Linked DNA regions of Mus musculus: regions 1, 3, 4, 5 and 6 are each linked to region 2. Evidence: chromatin contacts called from public HiChIP or PLAC-seq and Micro-C data. All regions are on one chromosome and are shown on one strand. The core of a region is the stretch at or near the end of the contact, and the rest is flanking DNA. Distances in the headings are between cores, read along the strand shown. Region 1 holds the start of Ltk (leukocyte tyrosine kinase). Region 2 holds the start of Bahd1 (bromo adjacent homology domain containing 1). Region 3 holds the start of Gpr176 (G protein-coupled receptor 176). Region 4 holds the start of Ino80 (INO80 complex subunit). Region 5 overlaps Gpr176 (G protein-coupled receptor 176). Region 6 holds the start of Nusap1 (nucleolar and spindle associated protein 1).

What was found. Hi-C and Micro-C count contacts between places; a contact is called where the count stands out from the background. HiChIP or PLAC-seq counts read pairs in DNA pulled down with a chosen protein or histone mark.
Region 1: a contact with region 2 is called in a Micro-C map of embryonic stem cells, with 2.3 times the contacts expected there. The contact joins the promoter of Ltk here to the promoter of Bahd1 in region 2. A contact is called at or near these places in 1 of 39 promoter capture datasets (embryonic stem cells) and 2 of 484 Hi-C or Micro-C datasets (both in embryonic stem cells).
Region 3: a contact with region 2 is called in a Micro-C map of embryonic stem cells, with 3 times the contacts expected there. The contact joins the promoter of Gpr176 here to the promoter of Bahd1 in region 2. A contact is called at or near these places in 5 of 39 promoter capture datasets (the 3T3-L1 cell line, cranial neural crest, embryonic stem cells and 2 more), 5 of 484 Hi-C or Micro-C datasets (CD4 T cells, embryonic stem cells and regulatory T cells), 5 of 115 datasets of contacts at active chromatin or transcription factors (bone marrow-derived macrophages, embryonic stem cells, large pre-B cells and 1 more) and 2 of 9 other capture datasets (adipose tissue and liver).
Region 4: a contact with region 2 is called in an H3K27ac HiChIP or PLAC-seq map of double positive thymocytes, with 4 times the contacts expected there. The contact joins the promoter of Ino80 here to the promoter of Bahd1 in region 2. A contact is called at or near these places in 2 of 484 Hi-C or Micro-C datasets (both in embryonic stem cells), 2 of 115 datasets of contacts at active chromatin or transcription factors (double positive thymocytes and epiblast stem cells) and 1 of 9 other capture datasets (adipose tissue).
Region 5: a contact with region 2 is called in an H3K4me3 HiChIP or PLAC-seq map of bone marrow-derived macrophages, with 3 times the contacts expected there. The contact joins the enhancer-like site here to the promoter of Bahd1 in region 2. A contact is called at or near these places in 7 of 39 promoter capture datasets (the 3T3-L1 cell line, 3T3-L1-derived adipocytes, cranial neural crest and 4 more) and 8 of 115 datasets of contacts at active chromatin or transcription factors (bone marrow-derived macrophages, embryonic basal ganglia, embryonic forebrain and 5 more).
Region 6: a contact with region 2 is called in a Micro-C map of embryonic stem cells, with 4 times the contacts expected there. The contact joins the promoter of Nusap1 here to the promoter of Bahd1 in region 2. A contact is called at or near these places in 1 of 484 Hi-C or Micro-C datasets (embryonic stem cells) and 2 of 115 datasets of contacts at active chromatin or transcription factors (bone marrow-derived macrophages and memory CD8 T cells).

What each region holds. Positions count from the first base shown.
Region 1 is chr2:119,758,570-119,761,961 of GRCm38.p6, reverse strand. It overlaps Ltk (leukocyte tyrosine kinase), which reads left to right and starts at 1,531. Exons shown (of 20, transcript NM_203345.2): 1 at 1,531-1,710; 2 at 2,262-2,405; 3 at 2,496-2,667; 4 at 3,056-3,206; 5 at 3,301-3,392. The coding sequence starts at 1,668.
Region 2 is chr2:118,899,824-118,903,602 of GRCm38.p6, reverse strand. It overlaps Bahd1 (bromo adjacent homology domain containing 1), which reads right to left and starts at 1,988. Exons shown (of 7, transcript NM_001045523.1): 1 at 1,846-1,988. It overlaps Gm32957 (a long non-coding RNA gene), which reads left to right and starts at 2,423. Exons shown (of 4, transcript XR_003954052.1): 1 at 2,423-2,851.
Region 3 is chr2:118,371,052-118,374,810 of GRCm38.p6, reverse strand. It overlaps Gpr176 (G protein-coupled receptor 176), which reads left to right and starts at 1,392. Exons shown (of 3, transcript NM_201367.3): 1 at 1,392-1,792. The coding sequence starts at 1,624.
Region 4 is chr2:119,475,693-119,479,286 of GRCm38.p6, reverse strand. Ino80 (INO80 complex subunit) reads left to right here and starts at 1,600. Exons shown (of 36, transcript NM_026574.4): 1 at 1,600-1,908.
Region 5 is chr2:118,285,836-118,289,201 of GRCm38.p6, reverse strand. All of the region lies in intron 1 of Gpr176 (G protein-coupled receptor 176), which reads left to right. Among named protein-coding and RNA genes, the nearest start is that of 1700054M17Rik, 17 kb to the left of the region's middle. Within about 2 kb of position 1,366, at least 46 of the 459 cell types and tissues checked have an H3K27ac peak or open chromatin away from gene starts, as enhancers often do. A contact at or near this core is called in bone marrow-derived macrophages, where this site is marked.
Region 6 is chr2:119,616,636-119,620,495 of GRCm38.p6, reverse strand. It overlaps Nusap1 (nucleolar and spindle associated protein 1), which reads right to left and starts at 2,198. Exons shown (of 11, transcript NM_133851.3): 1 at 1,601-2,198. The coding sequence starts at 1,693. Oip5 (Opa interacting protein 5) reads left to right here and starts at 1,991. Exons shown (of 6, transcript NM_001042653.1): 1 at 1,991-2,338; 2 at 2,576-2,642. The coding sequence starts at 2,035.

The sequences.
Region 1 (3,392 bases), core at 282-2,781, 860 kb before region 2:
ATGAGTTCTCCATTTTTATAAAATCTACCGTAGCTAGAGTTAGTATTAGATACTCAGAATTTACTAATTAGCTAGTTACCTGATAGGCCCAGCTTCAGTTTTTAGAAGTAAAAACATCTTTAGCGTTTAGGCTTCAGTCATTGACTTAGTTTTTTGGGTTTTTTTAAGTCCAGTATGTGTTTATTGGGATGGTTCTTCCCTTAGTTGCCTCCTCCCAAAGAAACTCCTCCTGTAACCTTTGCTTTCCCCCTTGGAGGCCGGCAGAGGGCAGGGAGTCAGGCAACCCACAAGACCATTATTTGTGCAGTGCTAATGACCCTGGTGGGATTTTAGCCTCCTGGGTGGTTTATACCCATGGATTAGAAATTAGGAACCTTGAGGGGAGAGGCTGGGGGTGGGGCGCTGAACAAATAAATTAATTAAAAAAAAGAAATTTGCACTCTTCTACAGATAGCTGAGATCCTTTGCAAAAGATTTATTCTGGTAGGAAGATTTTGTTTTTGTTTTGAGGGGACTCATAGCAATCCTGCTGCTTCAGCCTTCCAAGTGCAGGAATTACAGGCATGAGCCACCATGCCTGGCTTAACATTAGCATTTTGAACAAAAGATAAAGGACACAATACACAAAACTATCCTTCCATGTGATTTTGCAGTTGGTGGCCTGTGGCTGAGCCACTCTGCATTGCCTGGGAATGCTAGCACTTGAATCTTCTGACATCTTTTTTTTTTTTTTTCTCTTTCAGAGACAGGGTTTCTCTGTGTACCCCTGGCTGTCTTGGCACTCACTTTGTAGACCAGGCTGGCCTCGAACTCAGAAATCTGCCTCTGCCTCCCAAGTGCTGGGATCATAGGCATGCGCCACCACCACCCGGCTTCTGACATCTTTTTAACATATCTATTAGCTTTTTGAGAGGAAGTCTCATGTAAGTCCAGGCTGGCATCCAGTTTGAAAGCAGAAGATAACACTGAACTTGGGGTCCCATCTCCACTTGGCAGGTGCTGGGTTACAAATGTGAGCAACACTGTCCACATTTTTCAACACCTTATCCAGTCATGGCAGTAAGAAATTGTCCACAGGAACAGTGTGCAACAAACTCAGAAAGTCATGATTCTGAGGTACTGGGATGTCCTGCCTCATGGTCAGAAAGGGACACAGCAATGGCAAGCAATAATGCCTTATGGGGGACAGTTTAGTCGCCATCACCCAGGAGGCAGAGGCAGGTGGATTTTTGGAGGCTCTACATACTTCCCATGTGTGATCATGCACTTAAACTAACACTGACACCAATAAAGCCATTCACTATTGATGCTATCCTGAGACCCACAAAAGCTACTGCCATGTACTAGGTGCTGTCCAGCCTATCACAAAGGTATAATGTAGAGTCAACTTTTTCTCCTACCAGGAACTCACTAGTTTGTTGGTGTGCCATAGGTGGGGACTAGAGCCCTTCAGCTCAGCAAGGCTCCTCCCAGAAGCCTGGGGACCTCGCTGTCCTCATGCTCCGCCTTTTCCTTCTATTTCCCGGGTCTGACGTGAGTGTATACAGGCCAGTTGGAAGTCGGCAGGGTAGTGGTGATAGCTCTGAGACTGCTGACACGCCTATAAACTGCAGCTAGGGAATCGAGTTCTCAACCATCATCCTTTGCTGGAACCAAGGGATTGGGCGATGGGCTGCTCCCACCGGCTGCTGCTGTGGCTGGGAGCTGCTGGTAAGTGCTGTTTGGTGGTCAGGGTACCAGCCAACCAGAGACAACTAGATTTGGGGCTGCATTAGCAACAGACCAGGTCTCAATGGTTCCTTCTAAGGTGGCCTTGTGCTTTTAGAGTACAGCAAGAAAGGTGCGGAGCACGTCCGAATCTAAGAATCAGATGGGGCCTTGGCACTACTTGGGAGGAAGCTAGAGAGAGGAGAGGTGGTGGGGTGCTGTACAACAGAGAGCGGTGCAGCCCCCAAGTCACTCCATGAGAGCTCTGGAATGATATATGTAGACATATATGTATATATATATATATATATATATGTATATATATATATATGTATATATGTAGATATATGTATATGTCATGATATATGTAGACACCTTGCAAGGCTTGGGAAACCCGGTTGGGTGGTAGGTGTCTAGCTTCAGCCTCTGTATGCACCAGCTGGGCGGCATTCGGGGTGTGGCTGGAAGCAGGGTACTGCTGAGTGGCTATCCATCTCTTATGTCTCCCCTGTCACATTCTGCATCATCTAACCCTTCTTCCTGTCACCTTTCAGGAACTATTCTTTGCTCCAACTCGGAGTTCCAGACACCTTTTCTAACACCTTCGCTTTTGCCGGTGCTGGTACTCAATTCCCAGGAGCAGAAAGTCACCCCCACACCCAGTAAATTGGAGCCAGCTTCCCTCCCAAATCCTCTAGGTGAGTTTCAGGCTCCTCCCTTTTCTTGGTTCACCATCTCCAGATCCCTAGGCCTGGAGAGGAACTTTTTCCTTCTCCCTTTGTACCTAGGCACACGGGGGCCTTGGGTGTTTAACACCTGTGGCGCCAGCGGCAGGAGCGGACCCACACAAACACAGTGCGATGGGGCATACACAGGAAGCAGCGTGATGGTGACAGTGGGGGCTGCCGGGCCGCTCAAAGGCGTGCAGCTGTGGCGGGTGCCAGACACAGGCCAGTATCTGTAAGTGCCCAGCAGGAAGAGGGTGGCAATCACCTCTTAGGCTGAGGTTCTACAGACCAGGGAAGTTATCTTAAAACATTCCGCAGAGAAGTCTAGTGTCAGTCACTTCGATTGTCTGTCCTCCTCCTAAGTTAACCATCGTCAGGACGGCCGCCCAATCAACGGTGGCTGAAGATGGGGCTGGATGATTCCAGCCATCTCCGTTAACGCTCTTGAAATACTCGTGGAACCCAACCCAAAACTCGGTTCTTCCCCATCCCTTCACAGTCCATCTAAGTCCCTTAGGAAGAAGCTTTCCGGCCACGGGTTCCCGACCTTGAGCCGCCGCCTGGTCCAGGACCGAGGCGCCTAGGACTGAGACGCGGACCGGTGCTCTCTCCTCCTGCAGGATCTCCGCCTACGGAGCGGCGGGCGGCAAGGGCGCCCAAAACCACCTGTCACGGGCGCACGGCATCTTCCTCTCAGCAGTCTTCTTCCTCCGTCGCGGGGAGCCGGTGTACATCCTTGTGGGGCAGCAGGGCCAGGACGCCTGTCCCGGAGTAAGCGGGGCGAGTGGGACAGGGGCGCCCGGTCCGAGAGCTGGGGGAGGAGAGAGTCCCTGGTCACGCAGCATTTCACCTTGGTGCCACCCAGGGGAGCCCTGAGAGCCAACTCGTCTGTCTGGGAGAGTCTGGGGAGCATGCAACCACCTATGGGACCGAAAGGATCCCAGGCTGGAGACGCTG
Region 2 (3,779 bases), core at 739-3,238:
GTGCTGCTCTCGACCAGTCCCACTGGTGTGCCACTCCAACCCAGATTTTTCTCAGCAAAAGGCCATGTTCTCAGCTGTTATCAGCCTGAGACTCCTCTCTTCCTGTTCCCAACTTAATCACATGAGGAGGGGCACCGGAGCCGAGTGGATTTTCTCAAACGGGTAAACATCATACAGCCTAGAGCTGCTCACCCGCTGGGGTTAGCGCTCACAGCTTAAGCCAGAGATCCCAAAGTGTCCTAGAACAGTGGTGTCCCCAAGAAATGTGGTCTCTCTGAGGCTTTCCTTGTTGGTGGAAGATTATGGAGGTAGAAGATGGGGAGAAACGTGTCAGGTGGTACAAAAGAAAGCTGGAAACCTTATTTTATGTCTTCAAATTTCTGCCTCAATTTATGGACTCAGCTTTATCATGTCCCTATGTGGGTACCTTCTTGCCCAAGGAAGACGGCTACAGCAATAGTGAAGGCATCGCCAAGCACAGTGGGTGTGTGTGTTGGGGGGTGGGGTCCCTTAGTCCCAATCCAAGTAGCCGCCTGTGCTCTTAAGACTGCCGACAATGGGCCACTAGGAGACATCCCAGGTGGAGTTAAACCTCTACCGAGAGGCAGACTTGCTGAAAGCCTCACTGCTAGCAGGCTCCGCTCGCCTCTGTGAGTCCACCAGCCCATTCGCCACCGGCCAGGGCACTCGGTGCGCACACCCCTCAACCCTGCCCCTCCGCCTTGGCTAAGTCGACCCCACTCTTCCCGGAGCCGCGAGGATATCTGCGGCTACAGACCAGAGCCAGTGCCGCAGCTCCTCCCGGTGGACGCCCCGGCCCCCGCAGTCCCCAGGGCAGAGTCCGGCCCCGTGCCCGCCCCTTGGGGTGGGTGCCCCGGACTCGCTCCCCTCCCCGATACCACTACCTGCGCCCGCTCGGGCGCCGCCTTTGTCCGGCTCTTCACCGCCGAGCGGGCCCCTTGGGCCCGACCTGACCCGGTCCACGGCCCCAGAGGAGAGGCGGCGGGACTGGCAGGGCACAACCAGGCCAGGCCTGGAGCACCGGGTCCCGCTGTCACTTGGAGGCGGTCTGACAACTTCGATTCCCCCCGCCCCACCTCGGACTCGGCCGCCGCCCCGCACGGTCCCCACAGGGCCTCCCGCGGCCCACACTCGCTGTTCGAACCGGTCCCCTTCCGTCTTCGGCGCCTCCCTTCCTTCAGCCCGACCCGATCGAGTCCACACTACCCCTCGCCCTGACGCGGCCCCCATCCCCATCCCCCCTCCGGCAATTGCCGGTCAGCTCCCAACCCGGGAGGGCGCCCCCCACCCCGAGAGGGCGCTCCCGCGGCGACGCCCCCAGCCGCGGCCCCTAGCCTCCGGGACCACGATGGGGGAGGGGGCTTGGCGGGGGCCTTGCCGCCCGCGCACTCGGAGGCGAGCCGGCTCCGCCGCGGCGAGGAAGCACCCCGCGTCCTCCCGCCCTCCGTAGCCCGGGACGCCCGCGCCGCCGCCGCCCGGCCAAGCTGCCACCCTGCGGCCGCCACCCACCCCGCCCCCGGCCTGCGAGGCGGGCGCCCCCCGGGGGCTGTCACCTCGAGGCGCGCAATGCTCCCCGATGGCGGGACCGCAGCGCCGGACCCGGGGGAGGGAGGCGGCGCGCGCGGGCGGGCAAGCAGCCGCACCTGCTTCTTGTCGTCCGTCCGTCCCTTCCCGGGGCTGGCGGGGGCGGCGGCGCGGCGCGCTCGGCGGGGCGCGCTGACGGGCGGCCGGTCCTCTCCCTTTTGCTAGTCCGCCTACCTAGCTCGCTCGCTCTCGCTCGTTCGCCCTCCCCTACCCCCTCCTGGATCCCGGCTCCTAGCTCACCGGGACGAGAGGCGCGGACGGCGCGGCTTCGGGCGCCCGCAGGCCCTGGCCGGGCTGGAATCCGGCGGCTGGAACCCCCCGGGGGCGCTCAATTCCCGGGCTCCACGCTGCTGCGTCAGCGCCTCCTCCTGGGGGCCGGGGCCGGGCAGGCGGAGCGGGGGCCGCGGTCGGGCGGGGCCGTCGGGGGGGGCGGGCGCGCCTGGCCGGGGCGGGCGGACGGCTAGGGCCGGACGGGCGGGGCAGGCGGCCGGACGGGCGAGCAGCGGGGGCCGGGCTCCGGGATCCGCTACGCCGCTCGCGGTTCCCCCACAAACTCCCCGAGAGCGGAGCCTCCGCCGCCCTCCTTCCTGCTTCCTCGTCCTCAGCCAATCAGCGGCGCGCCCCTCGGCAAGCTCCGCCAATCAGCCGCCCCGCCCTGCGCTGGCCCCGCCAGCCAATCCGGCCCTCGGCTCCCCCTCCCGGTCTCCAACCAATCAGAATCGTGGGTCGGTCGTCCCGACGCAGGGGGCAGCACGAGGCGGCCGGGGGAGGCGGTGCGGGGAGTGGTGGGGCCTGGGGGGAGGGGTACGGTGCCAAGGGTGGTGGCGGGGGATGATTTTCTTTGCCGGCTTCTTGTATTTTCTCCTGGTCTTTGGAGCCTGAGCCAGTATCCCATGGTGACCTGACCCTGAAGCCCCAGCACCTCACTGCAGACCCCCACCCTGAAAAATCTTAGCGCGCCCCCTCCCTGACCATCACCCTTCTACATCCCTCTTTCCTCGTAACCTCTCCAGCACCGGCTACAGTAAACTGAGGGTCGAGGGGGCACCTCACCCTCAGGCTGCTGCCCCCATGGCAAAGCTTCGGGAAGACCAACCGAAAAATTCAAGCAAGAACAACACCCCCTTTCCTCCTGAAAGGGCCCCAGACTCGCGCGAAAGGGCCCCGACTCCTGAGAAGCCCCTCCCGCCCTTGCCTCATCTTTCCGACTTCCCTGCTTGCCACGTCTCCTTTCCTTCCTAGCAAGGTCGGTCCTGGCTCGGTAACCCCTCACCCGCATCTCTTTTTCCTCTTTCTGTCCTTCACCTAACGCCCCCCACCCCAGTTCCCAATTCGCCCTCTTTCAGAAGCCAAGTGTGGAACCCTCATCCATTTCCAGCTGACAGCAGAGTCTGGTCTGTGAGTCCTTGACACCCACACACCCTCTTCCACCACCGCGGGGAACATCAGAGCTCTCCGGTGGAGAGGGAAAGGGGCGGGCAGCCCAACAGGCGCGGCTGGACACACTCCTTCGCGTCCCCAAGCTAGTGTAGAACCAGTGCAGACACTTACCTAGCTTCCCCATAGTCGCCTTATGCTGTGGCTCCGTCTCTCACACCCACAGACGTGCTTTTCCAAGCCTGAGCACGCTCTCGGGGTCAGCTGGGTGGGTGGGCACAGCAGGCTGAGGTCATATGAAGGGGTGGGAAGTCCCTGGGAGGTGCGGGAAGGGGCTGTGTCCTGGACACCTTGTAGCGCCAGAGCCAGCCCAGGACTTCACTTCAAGGAGCTGTAATGTGCACACAGTAGGTTCTTGAGAAATACCGAGTCCACCCCTGAACAAAGCCTCATTTCCAATTCAGGCGGGGGAGGGGCGCTTTGGGAGGTAAAGGAGCAGGAGCAAAAAAGGGTAGTGTCAAGTCACCCGAGCCTGGGAGCAGCCGGGGAGGGGCTGGGCCCTGGAACGCCTAGGGCAGAGAAGCGCCCAGAGTGCTGAGGAAGCCTGGTTAGTAAGCAGGAAAAATCGAGCCTCGGAGAGTGGCTTAGGGGCTCCTCCTGCGCTCTATACAGTTCCCCACCTTTCCTAGACCGTGCTACTGACGTGCACTGACCCGGGCAGCTTTTAAGGTAACTAGGGCTGCCAGCCTCTGTGGCTGGGCAATAGCCTGAGAGAGAGAGAGAGAGAGAGAGAGAGA
Region 3 (3,759 bases), core at 143-2,642, 530 kb after region 2:
ACTCATCATTGTAGTCAGTGGAAAATCCACCTAAGACGCGACCGTAAGACCGATGTTACCTTGTCCCTGGTTCTGTATTTTCATAAAGAATGTGTGTCTCAAATTTGGGGATCAAGGTGACCTCCACTTTTTTTTTTTTTTTTTTTTTTTTTTTTGCCGTGAAAGGTCTCACATATTCAAGCCTGCCAATTTATTTTGTAGCAAATTCCCAATTCTCTTGCCTCTCCCTCCAAAACTCTGGGATTAGAGGTATGCACCACCATGCCTGGCTCATTTCTATATTTTTCTTCCCTTGATCCTTCTCTTAGTTCCTTGTTTCCATTTCACTCCTCCTGCCTTATTATTTCTTCTTGTATGCCTGCTTATCCCAACTTCCCAATTTACATCAGCCTGCAGGAAACCCCCTCCAAGTCTTCATCGCTGAATTCATTAGCAGTGCCCCGTGTGGAGGTGAGGCCCAATGAAAGGGCCTGGGAAACCATCAGTGGGTTCCTTTAGTCCACCTTTCGAAGATGGACAAGGCTTTGACTTGACGGAGGGCCCGGGAGGCTGGGCTCCCTGCCCAGATGGCAGTGGCAAATGATATAGAGCCTGCAGGCTGTACCTCTAAGGACGCTGGGGCAGTAACCACAGCAGCAAACGCAGTGCATCCTTCAGCAGCTAGATACTGAAACTGCGCGCCTCCCACGCGCCCCGCGACGAAGTCACGCTCCACTGGGGCAAAATGGCGCTACGTCCCTCACCAGCAGCGTGAGGGGGTGGGTCGTGCGTCACGTGACCTCGCCTGCCTGCCGCGCGGCCCCGACTGCCCCAGGCACGCGCTGGGAGCCCGGCTGCAGAGCGGGCGGCGGCTCTGCCCCGCTAGGGGCATCCTACCTGGTCCCTGCTAGGTCACGACAATCTGTCCAAGCCAAGATCCGACCTGGAGTGGTGGGGCTGAGGCCAAGGGTGGGGGCGGCTTGTAAAGGCAAAGTGGCGGGGGGTGCAGAGCCGGCTCCAGGGGTTCAGGCAGCCCTGGGGATTAGACCCCAGCTGAGCGTCCCAGAGTCCTGGCGTTCAGCCGAGTGTGCGGGGGCCAAGCTGTGGACACTCAGGGCCTGTTGCCCAGCCTTGGCTGCCCTTGGTTTAGCCCCCACCTTCCCAGCTATGATCACTAGGCTGGGGCATTTCATGGGGATTCGCACCGCCCCAGCTTCGAAGCTACTAGCGGCATTGAAATATAGCTTCAGCCAAATGCTCCCATCCCACTAGGGAGAGAGGATCAGAGCGTGCGCGGGGTCCTCCGCAGCCACCGATGTGTGTGCTGGGTGGGCTTGGCCGCGCTGCCCGCCCCCTCCCCCCCCCTCGGGAGGAGGGCCCAGCGATGCTCTGTGACCGTGCCGCCTCCATGTGGTTGCTGACGGGCCCAGGGGGGAGCAGGCATGGGGCGCGGCCGCACCTCCCTCCCACCCCTCCTCGCGGATGGCTGGCTAGGCGATGAGCAGACGTGAGGGGCTAGCCGGCTGGCCGGCTCTGCAGGACGCTGCCTGGCTCCCGAGCGTCGGTCCCTCCACGCCCGGGGCAGGAGCGGCTGTGCGCTGGGCTCAGAGGCCAGGCGGACGAGCGCAAACCCCGGGCTTCGCTATGGGGCACAACAGCAGCTGGGTGTCACCGAACACCAGCCACCCGCGCAACACGTCGGGCGCCGAGGCTGGCGCCAACCTCAGCGCGTTCGGGGAGCTGAGCGAGGCTCAGCTGTACCGCCAGTTCACCACCACCGTGCAGGTCGTCATCTTCATTGGCTCGCTACTGGGTAAGCCAACCCGCGGGGCCACCAGCGGGCCGGACTTTCCCGAGGACACAAGAGCTGCCGTGGGGTGCGGGGTGCCTGGCCATGTGCGGGGAGTTGAAGGAGGTTTAAGTTAAGCAAGGACGGTCACCTCCAGCCTGGAGGCTGGAAGCAGAAGAGTTGGGACAGGGCTTCTCTTGGCAGGATGGTACAGGTACAGGGTTCTGGCGAAAGACCTGTCCAGACAGCCCTTGTCCAAAGCTTCAGACTCCGCGCATCACCGCTTACCTTCTGGTGCCCGGGAGCATCGCTGCCTCTAGCTCTTGTTTACAAATAGGAGCAACGATTCCCGGGGAATTTGTGACTGATGAAGGAATGTTAACTCAGTCAAAAATGTGTTTTTGCGCTACTATTTCCGATATAAGATAATTATTTTTGAGAGAGCTCTATTTTACATGTCAGTTTTGGTTTGTTTCTAGTAACGGGGACTTTTTTTTTTTTTTTTTTTAAGAGCGTGTGAAGTTAAACTTTACATTGTCTTCAGATAATTTTACAATCTTTGAGTAAAACGAAACCCACTGGACTCCTCCACCTGTATTTTAAGTGCATAACAGAGATAAGAAAAAAAAAAAAAAACCAACAACAAATGTCTCAAACCACTCACAGAAGATTATAGATTTCCTCCCTTGTTCAGAGGGGATTAAAGAAAATAAATTGACCAAAATGAACTGCGCTACTCTGTTACAGGGCACTGGATCCGTTTTCAAAAAGAGCTGCAGGACATAAAAAGGATGAAAGAATTACTGTTCTTGTAATTTCTTGTGCAATGGCTAGTAAAATGTGTGTGGGTTAGGGTGAGACTCATCTTTCCTCCCCCCTACTCTTAAATGGCTCTTGCTTTTTAGGGCAACTCTTTAAACAATAAACAGTACAATCAGACTGCTTTCCATTGAGGTTTGGCAAGCACAATGGATACTAGCAAACAGGCTTAAATTCTCTGTTGTGACATTTTTAAGAATGTGAAAAGATTACAATTTATGTGTGGATGTTGTGGAGAAGAGAAGTCAAAGTTTCAAAGTCAGAATAAATTATATTTCCTAGACACTTGAGAATTTCCATGGAAACCAAGACATCTGAGATATTAAAAGACTATATTTGGAAAAAAAATAACGTGTGGAATTTCCCTTCATACTTTCTCAAGTTGTCATCCTTCTAGCCCTTTCTGTTGTAATAGCTAGCTTCCACGTTCTATCATGGAGCATTTTCAGCTGTCCATGTGACATTGTCTAGATGTGTGTTTTCAAGTGGACCGCTAAATGCACATTTACACAGTAAAACCCTATGTTCCAAATATTTCTGAGATTCATTTAACAATCACTAACTAAACATTTACTATGCAAAAGTACTATGCAAAGAGTTAAATTCCAATATTGCTTCTCTTAAAAGGTATATTAATGGGAAAGTCAGAAAAAATGACTTTGGGTTTTTCAAATATACACCTCATATATATATATATATATATATATGCATATATATGTATGTATGTATATACTCACACACACATACATACACACACACACATAGCTTTTTCCCCATGGTAACTTTGGTGTTGAAATTTTTTTCATGGATTGAATTCAAAAGGTATTATTGGAATAGAAGATAGATATCATGTCTACAAAAGACATAGTGAACAGTGGGTATAGAAATGCTTTTTCAGCTGTCTCTCTGTATTTTTCTCTTTCCTGTCTTTCCTTGAATTGGATTCAGGAACTTTTAGGTAAATGGACTCTTATTTTCAGTTCTTTTCCACACAGCACTTGTGAGTGACATGCAAAACTGCCTTCACGGATAGGTCTAAAAAAAAAAAAAAAAGGACTAATTTCCCATTGATCTTTGGTTATTCCTGACTAGACCTACTGAGAAATCTATTTGCTCTATTCTATTTCCAGAAAATACAAATATAGATAGCATTTCATGTTTCCTTGAAAACA
Region 4 (3,594 bases), core at 351-2,850, 580 kb before region 2:
AAACAGGATCTCTGCATCAGTACTGAGCAGGCTATTTTGGCAAAATAACACAAGGCTTTCTGGAGTTCTTCTTTCCACTTGTCTTCTCTCTTTAAAAAAAGATGGGCTTCTTTCTACTTGCTTTGATTCTTGCAGAATTATTTTTGTAATTTAAAAAGATCGCCTGTGTGTATATATATCACACGCACACGCCACAGCATGTATGTGGTGGTCTGAGGACAGTAAGCAGGAGTCAGCTCTCTACTTGTACCATGTGGGTTCTGGTCTGGTTATCAGAATTGGTGACAAGTGACTGTGTCTGCTGAGCTGTCTAGCCAGACCCTCTTATAAAGTGTTACTGTTAAACTTTGTGAACATTTAAGGTCTTGTTTACGGACACTTTTTCTCCTGAACTTAAAGCATATCGAGGCCAAGAAACATTAAAAAAAAAAAAAAAAAAAAAAAAAGAGCCGGGCGTGGCAGCGCACGCCTTTAGTCCCAGCAAGCGGATTTCTGAGTTCGAGGCCAGCCTGGTCTACAAAGTGCGGTTCCAGGACAGCCAGGGCTACACAGAAAAACCCTGTCTCGAAAAACAAACAAACAAAAAAAAACAAGACATTTTTTAAATAATCATTTTCTAGACTTTAATTTTAAGCAGTTCAGTTCCAAAGGATGCAACTTGGACCCAACTGGAGTTGCACAAGGCACAGTACAGGCAAAACAGATAATATTAAACAAGCGATTCTTGCAGAAAACGAAAGGGTGAAGTCCAACAATTCTATATACGTCTTGGAAACGAGTGGATTAAGTGCAGAAGACTGCATGATGGCGCACACTGTAACCTCAGTCCTCGGGAGGCTGAGGCAGGAGACATCCCCCGAGCTTGACGCTAGCTAGCCTGGGCTATTAACCAAACCCAGACAAAATAACCATGAAACAACCGCCCCGCCCCGCCCCGCCCGCCCCAGCTCTGCGGTTGCTCGAGTGTGGGCAGGGCGACTCACCCCACTGGGGAAATGGAAAGTGCATGGAAGGTGAAAGCGCCTTCGTGCCAACGGTCTCGGGCCGAAGGGGGACAGTGTCGTCAGGAAGACGACCAGGAGACGTCTCCAAGTTGGCTCTTACAAGGATCCATCCCCGCCCGAGCTGGCCTCGGGGTAGGCCAGCACTACCTGGAGAAAACTTCCAGCGACAACGCCAAGCAGTCCCTCCCACCTGCAGGACCAAAATGAGTCCCTGGTTTTTGGGCGGTTTCCATTGACGTTACTTCCGGAAAAGTAACCTTTCTGTGGCAGTTGCAGGGCCGCTGAGCTCTCGCGACATCTCCTCCCGCGAGATCTGCTTGCTCACTCTAGCGATGACATCCTCCTCCTCCTCCCCGTCGCCTTTCGGCAATCTTCGCCAGTCCCAGCCCCGACCAATCTGCACTCAGATAGTATAGATGAGGGTCTCCCCCAGAACCCCGGTCCGCGCGGGGCGTCGGGCGGCGGCAGCGGGGTACAAGCTGCACGAGGCCGCCCGTAGCGGCACGGTCGGCGGACACGGGCTAGCGACTAGCAGTGGGCGTGGGCGGGGCAGGGCTAAGCCGGCCGAGTACCTGCTCGATTGTTCTGGCCTGGCTATGGCGCCTCTCCTCCCCCCCGCCATGGCTCCCCGTGTCCCTGCTCCGCTCCTCTCAGTGAGTGAAAGTGGCCGCCGCCGCCGCCGGCCCAGCGCCCGCAGCCGCCTCAGCGCCGCCGCCATCTTGGGGTCCCAGGAGCCGCCGAGGGAGCGAGCTAGGAGCGTTCCCGTCCAACGCAGTCACCGTCCCTCGGCCTCCGAGAGCGAAGCGCGGCTCCACAGTCGGCGGGGCGACCCCCCCCTCCGGACCCCGCCCGCCCCCCGCCCCCCCTCCGCCGCCGCCGCGGCGGCGGGGCCCCTCGGCCCGAGGTGAGGTTGAGAAGACGTGGGCGGGTGGACGGAGGGGGTGTCGTGTAGGCCCCTGTGCGCCCCTCTCTGCGGGCGACGACTGGGCCGCTTCTTAAAGGGGCCGTCGCCCCCGGCCCTGGGGTTTGTTGGGGTTAGAGAGGATGGGTGTGGACACTCCCCATAGGGTTGGGACCTCAGAGACCTGGGCCTCGGCTCTCCTGTCGTGTATCTCTGGCTCTCCGGGGTTATGGGTGACCTCGGCCACCCGAGGAAGCCCGTGGAGCACCCACACGTGGGGAGTGTTAGGCCAGGTGCACGTGGGACCCGGTGGGGCGGTGTCGCTCTAACACGTGTGTGGGTTTGGGAGTGGGGAGGGGCAGGGCGGAGGCTTGTCGGGCTGGACCAGGAACCGGACGAGGGTTCTACCTGTCAATTCAAACGAATGAGATCTATGGACTGGATAGAGTATCAGTTTAATGGGGAGCGAGCCACGGTTACGGGCGAATGATGCAAGTTGCTAGTTGGTGTTAGACGGGGACAGGCTAACACGTGCACAGACTTAGAAATGTGTCTGTGACAGCACTTCTGGGTTTTCGAGGCGTTTGCAGTGCGTCTCAGCAAGTGTCATCTTACTTTGACAATTCCTTCTTGAGCTTGCTGATGAAAAGTACTACTTCCGTAATCACGGAGGATGGAAGCCCCCTACAGTTTAGAAGTTGGATATTGCCGAAGAAGGCGTTTAACTATTTTAGTTCAGAACCAACTGTGCTCAGGACTCTTTGATTTACATTCTTGTACTTCTTAGGACTCGGGAAGGAATTTGGAGGTTGAACTCCTTAAAACATCGCTGATGATCAGCTTAGTTTTCCCAGTTAGTGATCCATGATTTACATCCCTAATTTTCACTGTGGGTTATTGATGCTTCCTTTCTTCCGGTCGTGTCTTTTTTTTTTTTTTTTTTTTTCTTTTTCCTGTTTGTTTTTTGTTTTTGGCCTGGATGGCCGGGAACTTGATATCCTCCTGCCTTAGCGTCCATGGTGCTAAGATTATAACTGCACTTCCATCTCTGGCTTTTTTTTTTTTCCCCCGAAGGAGTAACATCTTTATCAGATATGATTGCAGCTCAAGTGAATCAGGCACAGTTCAGAAAATTTCAGTATTTGCAGACTGTACACCTATCACCACCATTTAACATTGACTTTAAAAGAAGGTCTAGAAGTTTCTTAAACGTCACTTTTTCCTCTTCCCACAACATTTGGTAACAATCTATTTTCTGTCTTAGATTTTTTTTTTTAAATGAGACAGGGTCTCATAATGTAGGTCTGGATGTCCTGCAATTGACTATGTGGAGTGGGTTGCCCTGCAGCTTACAGAGATCAGTCTGCCTAAGCTTCCTGAGTGCTGGGGTTAAAGGTGTGCAACCCTGCCCAGCAGATGTGCTATGCTTGACATTTCTGACTTACCTAAAGGCATGCTCAAATATGTACCCACATTTTACCAGCTGCTTTCATGTAACATGTTTGAGATTTATGTATGATATAGCATGTAAACTTTGTTGCTTTTCTTTTATTGCTGTTACTTTTTTAAAAAACATTTTGTTTTATGTATGTGAGCCTGAGTATATGATGTACTTATATGTATGCTGGAGCCCATGGGGGCCAGTTAGAAGAAAGCATCAGGTCCCTTGGAACTGGAGTTACAGGTGGT
Region 5 (3,366 bases), core at 117-2,616, 610 kb after region 2:
ATATTTTTATACATTGTCTGCATTTTTTTTTTTTTTTTGGTTTTACGAGACAGGGTTTCTCTTTATAGCCCTGGCTGTCCTGGAACTCATTTTGTAGACCAGGCTGGCCTCGAACTCAGAAATTCGCCTGCCTCTGCCTCCCGAGTGCTGGGATTAAAGGCGTGCGCCACCACGCCCGGCTCATTGTCTGCATTTTAAGAATTGGTTCTACATCATCTTGGTAATCACTCAAAGGCATTTCATTGGGAAACAGGAAAAACCTGAAGTCCCAGACTAGAAGTAACTAGAGCAAGCCTGAGGGCTCCCAGGCTGCAGCAACCAGATGGCACCCTGGCAAGCAAGCCTCCGGGAAGCAAGCCATTCAGATCTCGTTCTCTATAATTCCACCAAGTGTACTCCTCCCCTGTACAGCTTTTAGTGAGCAACTCCCTCACCCCAACTTCTTCTCTTCTTTCTAAAACAAAGTCGATAGTTCCAATATACTTAAGGCCACACCATGAAATGGGGGTGCTAGGAATATATCTATTAAAGCTAATTAAAATATTCTCATTTTCTGGTTGCCCAGTGGGTCTGTTGGGAGAGATTAAAAAGTATCAAAGAAGGTCAGTTATAAAAAATTAAAACTGGGTCTGGTGATGGTATTCCCAAAGGAAGAGCTGCCCCGTGGCTGGAGCTCTGCCCACACTGAAGTGGGGTCAAGCTCCACCCTGATTCTTGATGGAGAAGGCTTTCCTCCAGGCTCCATGGATGCTTGTTTTCAGATTCTCTGAGATTTCTGTGTGTGCCTTTATGGTGTGTGTGTGTGTGTGTGTGTGTGTGTGTGTGTGTGTGTGTGTGTGTGTTTTGAGGGGGGAGGTGTTTTTCTTTCTATTTAAGGAATCCTGAGTGTAGTATTCCTGAGCTGCTGGGTTTGGTGAAGCTAGGTGTGGTTACTCCATCCAAATTTCCTGCTGTGCACATGAAACTGAAGATTCCTATGCTCTCTAAAGTTCTGATGTAGTAGGGTTAGATGTAGGGACTCTGTACTTTAGAAGTTTCGTGGTGATCCCAATGGTCATGTAGGTTTATGAACTATGGGCTTGGGGCTGGAGACTTGATGACATATGGTTACTCAGTAAGAAAACATCACAAGTGTTTACACACACACACACACACACATGCACACGCACGTTCCCACTTATTCAGGATAAGAGTTGCTTATACTGATGCCACTGTCACCATGGTGATAAGCTGAACGTAATGACGTATGGGCACTCCTCTGATTTGGAAGCCTTGCCAGGCATTTCTTACACACTTGACTCAGCAGTTAAGCACTAGATGCTTTTGCCAGCATCCCTCAGAGGTAGTCATTGTCAGGGCTTCCTCATCCAGGAAGCTGGTGTTGGACTCAGTGAGTCAGAGTCCTATAATGGGCACCCCCTGAGCCTGCCATGGGACCTACAGTGGGAATGTGCTGGCTTCCTGCTGTGGACTCAGTGGAAATGCTTCCCAGGGTGGAAAGAGCAGTCCAGCCCAGGAGCATGGGTGAAGGCTGGTGAGTCTGTTGCTAGTGGTCGTTTGGGACTTGACTACAGATCTGACTCAAACAACTTTGGAATGGATGGATCCAAGTGCTGAGGTGCCTAGCAGCCTCATGGTGCTACAAGAGGAGACTTAAACATGGGTGACAGGGTTAAAATTATGGATTGAAAATCCAAAATATATGTTGTTTCAAATATACAGACTGTGGGACCAGTGCAAAGTGACTCAGCTGGTAAAGGTGCGACCTTTACCTTGGAGTGCTACTTTAAGCTTGGAGACCATAGTCTGATGGCCAGAAGTTTCATAATGGTGGCTGACCACCACATATGCACCATGGCAACCCAACCCAACACAGGTGTGCATGCAAATGCACACACACACACACACACACACACACACACACACACACACACACACATTCAAAAAACAACATGAAAATCCTCAGGATTTTGATTCTCACAAAGGGAATAATTTATTTGTGAGAAGTTCTTTAAGGGATAAAGACTCTTCTAGCAGTGAAAATCAAATATACCGCAATGTGTACATCTCTTCATAGACAATATCTTCCAGTGGACTATTACATTAATAGATCCTGAGCATATTTTTAAGTCTTGCCTGTAACACTATGTAAAGAAAGATGCTTTGGTTAGACTCAAATCTGTGTACCAGTGACGAAAGGCTTCCAAATCAGGAGGATTCTCATAAATCATTATTGTTCAGCTTATCACCATGGTGACTGGTGGCATCAGTATAAACAACTCTTATCCTGAATAAGTGGGAGTCCGTGTGTGTGTGTGTGTGTGTGTGTGTGTGTGTGTGTGTGATCACTGTTGATGTTTTCTTGAGTCACTATCACCAAACTAATGCAGAGTGCTTTAGAGAATTCCTGGAAACAGCTGGCCCACATGTCTAGATGTATCAGTTGGTTTTTCTACATTGTCTAGAAGATCACAGAACATTGAGTTTGAGAAGACCTTGGCAGTAAGTTCTGTACATATTCAAGGACAAAGGCAGCTCCTTGGAGTGACTCTGCCTGGAGCTCTGGATAGCCTGTGCCCTGGATAGCAGGCTTAGTACCATGTCCTTCCCATAGCGTGTGGCTCTGCTGTCAGATTGGCTTACTAGCAGCATCCTTTGGGCAGATGCACAAGAGCAAGCAGTGTCCTAAGCGGGATGCCCTAGTTACAGAATGGACCAAGGAAGGATAGGCTGTGTGATACTGAAGGGTACCACAGGCTGATGGGCCCTGGCCAGCTTCACGGCCTTCAGGTTCCATGTGTAGGAGTCTGAGGGTTGAGTTTAGAGCCCACTGTGCTGGGGCATCTCTGCAGCTGCAGCTCTTCATCCCAAACAGGCCTCCTTGCAGTATGTCATTCTGACTTAGAGTTTTCTTTGGAAACTCTGATGACGACATACATACTCCCAAAATGGATAGCTGCACTGCAGGGACTTTTGATTGCTGTCTGCCCATGTATTTTGATAAATTCATTTATTTAACAATTATTTATAAGATGGCTACTCTTCCTAATAATGAGCTATGTAAGGACTTGTAACTGAACAAGGGTTACATATGTTTTCCCCAATGAGAGAGAAACAAATGGCTAATAATAGTTAGGAATGTACTGTAAAGGCACAGTAAAGTATTGTAATGTAAGTGGAGGAAGAAATGCATGTGTTTGAAACAGAGAGATCGTCAGAGAAGGCCTTTTGGAGGAGACAGTATTTAAACTAAAACCTGGATTAAAAGGAACCAAACTTATGAAGAACATTCCAGGCAATCTAGAAATGCTACACAAAGACATGTGTGGTTAGTGTTAATCTTGGTGTAGCTCAAGAGCAGCTAGA
Region 6 (3,860 bases), core at 949-3,448, 720 kb before region 2:
CCCGTGAGCCATCTATCTCACTGCCTGACTAGGACATGGTTTCTTAACATACTATCTCACCAAGGATGCAACAATGAGAAGGGAGGTGTCTGAGATAGAAACAAATGAAGACATTTAGCAGGTCAAATAAAATGGGATGAAGCTCAAGTTGCCTGAAAGCTCAAGTGTTATTCATCAGCATTAATCATTGATGGAAGAACTAACTGTTCTTACATTGTGCAGAGCACTGTGCTAGGAGCTAGAGAGACTGGTGAACAAAGCAGGCAAGCCTTCTGTTGGAAGCTCCCAGTGGACTAATGGGAAAAGAGTTTATAAAATACCAAGTGAGCTAGAAATAAAGAACACAGCAGGGGCTATGAAGCAAACCCCAAACTACTTAACTGAGGTAGGACAGGGTGCTCATCTGAGCAGCTGAGATGCAGAGGCAACAGGTGTAGTCTGATAAACAATTACAGTCAGGCCATCGGTGGAGGTACAAGCCCATATATAGTCTCAGCATAAGTTTCAGGCTACTCAAAGCTATATACTGTTTTCCAGGATAGCCCAGGCAGTATAATGAGACTTTATTTCATTAAAAAAAAAGGGGGGGGGAGGAGGAAGAGGAGAAGATAGCAAAAACCTGAAGGACTAAGCTTTAGACAATAAGTTGGGGAGCCATTAAGCACTAAACTCAGAAACATTTCTAAGTACTCTTCAGTGCCGTTCAGCCAGATAAAAGGTGTACCTATGGCCACATTATTCTATTTAAACCATTTAAAAACATTTATGACAACTAATTAGAGATTTAGTGCAAATAGCAGTTTGCTGTACAAATCTCTGGTATATACATGTGGGCAAGCTTCAATATAGCAAGTCCAATCTCACAATGAATCCCCACATTTTCTCTGAACACCTTGCAAACTCAGAATTCAAAGACCTTATCGGTTTTGAAAAAGACCACCATCACAATAGTGATTAATGTATGGACAATCATACTAGATCACGGTGGACAGGCATCCCATTAAAGGTTCACGAGAGTGAAGGTAGTGTCATAGTTTACTGAACAGTAAGTAGAGTTTTTCAGAAGAAGTCGTTTAAAGTAGTTTTTCTTCAACTGCCTAATAACTGGCATGGAAATTACACTGATTACGTCCTATGGGCCTTCGTTTCCCATTTGGTACCAGGAAGTATTAGCATTTCCATTAAGAAGTCTTTATAAGAGCTGGGCAGTGGTGGCGCATGCCTTTAATCCCAGCACTTGGGAGGCAGAGGCAGGTGGATTTCCGAGTTTGAGGCCAGCCTGGTCTACAGAGTGAGTTCCAGGACAGCCAGGGCTACACAGAGAAGCCCTGTCTTGAAAAACCAAAACCAAACCAAACCAAAAAACAAAAAGTCTTTATAAGTTCTCCAAATATAATAAAAAAAGCCTCCAACTAGAGTAACAGCCTCGGCTTTTCTTTCGTTTAACAAATTCCAGTCACTGTGAACAAAACCTACCTACTCCTCCCAAAATAACGTCCCTCGGGGGTTTCCTCTCAGTCACTTCGCGCCCTGTCCCCCAAATCCCTGGTCTCTTCTACCCCGCCCACCCAACTGCCCGCACCGCCAGCCAGCACGGTACCTTCATGTTAGCCCGGAGGCCCAGCCTTTTGGCTAAATTTTGCAGGTCGCTGTACTTAAAGGAGTCCAGCTCCTCTGCAGAGGGGACGGTCATCGCGTTCTGCAATCTCGGTGATTCCCAGAAAAACAGCCACACAACTCAAAACAGAGCGGCTCAAAACTGGCGCCACCCAAGACGTTGACAAGCCGACTTATATATGGAGTTTAAATTAAGACTGCTGTAAGTTCATTGGTTGAACTGCCTCGAGGGTGGGGTTTCCGATGCGGGCCAGTAGCGTGATTGGCTGAAGACCGCTATTCCGCAAACTATACCAATATGCTGGCGCTGAGCGTATTGAGAGCGTGTCTTTCAGGAACATTGTCCAATGAAGACGCAGGGAGACAGGTGGGCGGGACTTGGAGCGTGCGAGAAAGAGGCGCGCGCTTCAAAGAAATATGGCGACTCTCTCGCGCCGCAGTCTTCGCTTCTTGGAGACCCAGTCACGTCGTGACTCTTGTGATACACCTTTTTCTCTTACCTCCTCCATGGAGTGGGACACTCAGGTGGTGGAAGGGTTCTCCCCTCTCGGGTCCTCCGAGTCTAAGGTGAAGGCGTCACCTGTCGACCTGCGGCTGCCTGCGTGGTTGGAGCCGGAGAGATGTGCCGTGTTTCATTGCGCGCGGTGCTACGCGGTGCTCGGCGACACCCTGCACCTCGCCTGGGACCTGTCGCGGTCCCTCGGCGCCCTGGCCTTCTCCAGTGAGTGAGGCGAGGGTAGTTTGTGAGGAAGATAGACCAGAGGCAGATGAGGAATGGGGGACAGTACTGCCCAGGGGAGGGAGGGGTTTGTTTTGTTTTCCCGAGTTGGGCTTCAAACCCAGGCCGTCGCCTGAGCTAACCCAGCGCCCTTGGCTGAGCCCCACCCATTTTGTTAAGTTTTATGGGCAGATGAATCTGCTGGCAGGTATTTCTTCTCAAAACCGTTTTGTCTTCCAGAAGTCACAAACAACGTCGTTTTGTTAGAGCCCTTTTTGGTTGGCATAGAAGGTTTTCTCAAGTCCAGGTACGTGTGGAGAATTCCTGAGGTGGCGCTCTCTATATATTTCCCGATTTAATGACAGTGAAGAGTATGTAACTGTTGTAAACAAGAAAGAAACTTTGTCTTGTGACATGTTTACGCTCTCCATAGAGTATGTTTGAGTTGTAAACTCTTTACCGGTTTGAATCATATAAACATGGCATTGGTGAAAGTTAAAGTTGGATGTAGGTTTTAAGGTCTGTGAGAGAACTAGGACTATTAGTTATTAGTTATTAGTTATTAGTTATAATTTCTCAGGGTTGGTAGCAAATACCTTTACCCACCGAGTCATTTCACTGGCCCTGAAGTGACATTTTTGATATAGTTACAAATTATTTTACTTTTGATATTGGTAATAAAGGTCTTTCCTTGAATTTACAATTCTGCCTCTGCCTGCAAGTGCTGGGATCACAAGCATGGGAACCTGCACCCAACCTCTTTTTTTTGTTTTTTTTGTTTTTGAGACAGGGTTTCTCTGTATAGTCCTGGCTGTCTTGGCACTCACTTTGTAGACCAGGCTGGACTTGAACTCAGAAATCTGCCTGCCTCTGCCTCCCAAGTGCTGGGATTAAAGGCATGCGCCACCACCGCCTGGCCAACCTCTTTTTTAAAAAGCCTGATTAAAAGTTTTAATTATAAGCCTGGCGGTGGTAGCACATACTTTTAATCCCAGGACTAGGGAGGCAGAGGCAGGAGGATCTCTGTGAATGCAGGGACAGCCTGGTCTACAGAGCTAGTTCCAGGACAGCTAAGGCTACACAAAGAAATCCTGTCTGAAAAACCAAACAAACAAAAATTTAATTACAGATTTGGAGATGTGCTATAGCTCAGAAGTACAATGTTTGCCTATATCAAGAAAAATGCATGCAAGAATAGAGTTAGATTTCTGTTCCAAGTTATAATCTAAAAACAGTTTTATCACATTTATTTGTTTGTTTATTTATTTATTGTGTGTAGTCACATACCGAGATGCACACATGAAGGTGAGACTATACCTTTGAGGGGTTCAGGCCCAGGATCACACTTGGGTTGCCAAGCTTGGCTGCAGGCACCATTCCCTGCTAAGCTATGAATCTAGGCCTGACTTCCTCACTGTGTTCCTCTGCTTGTGTGCATTCTGACTGAGGTAAATGGTCACGTTTACTAGTAACCTTGTGGTCTTGAAATACCTTTTTTACTGTCTTTGAACTCAGTAATTGATTA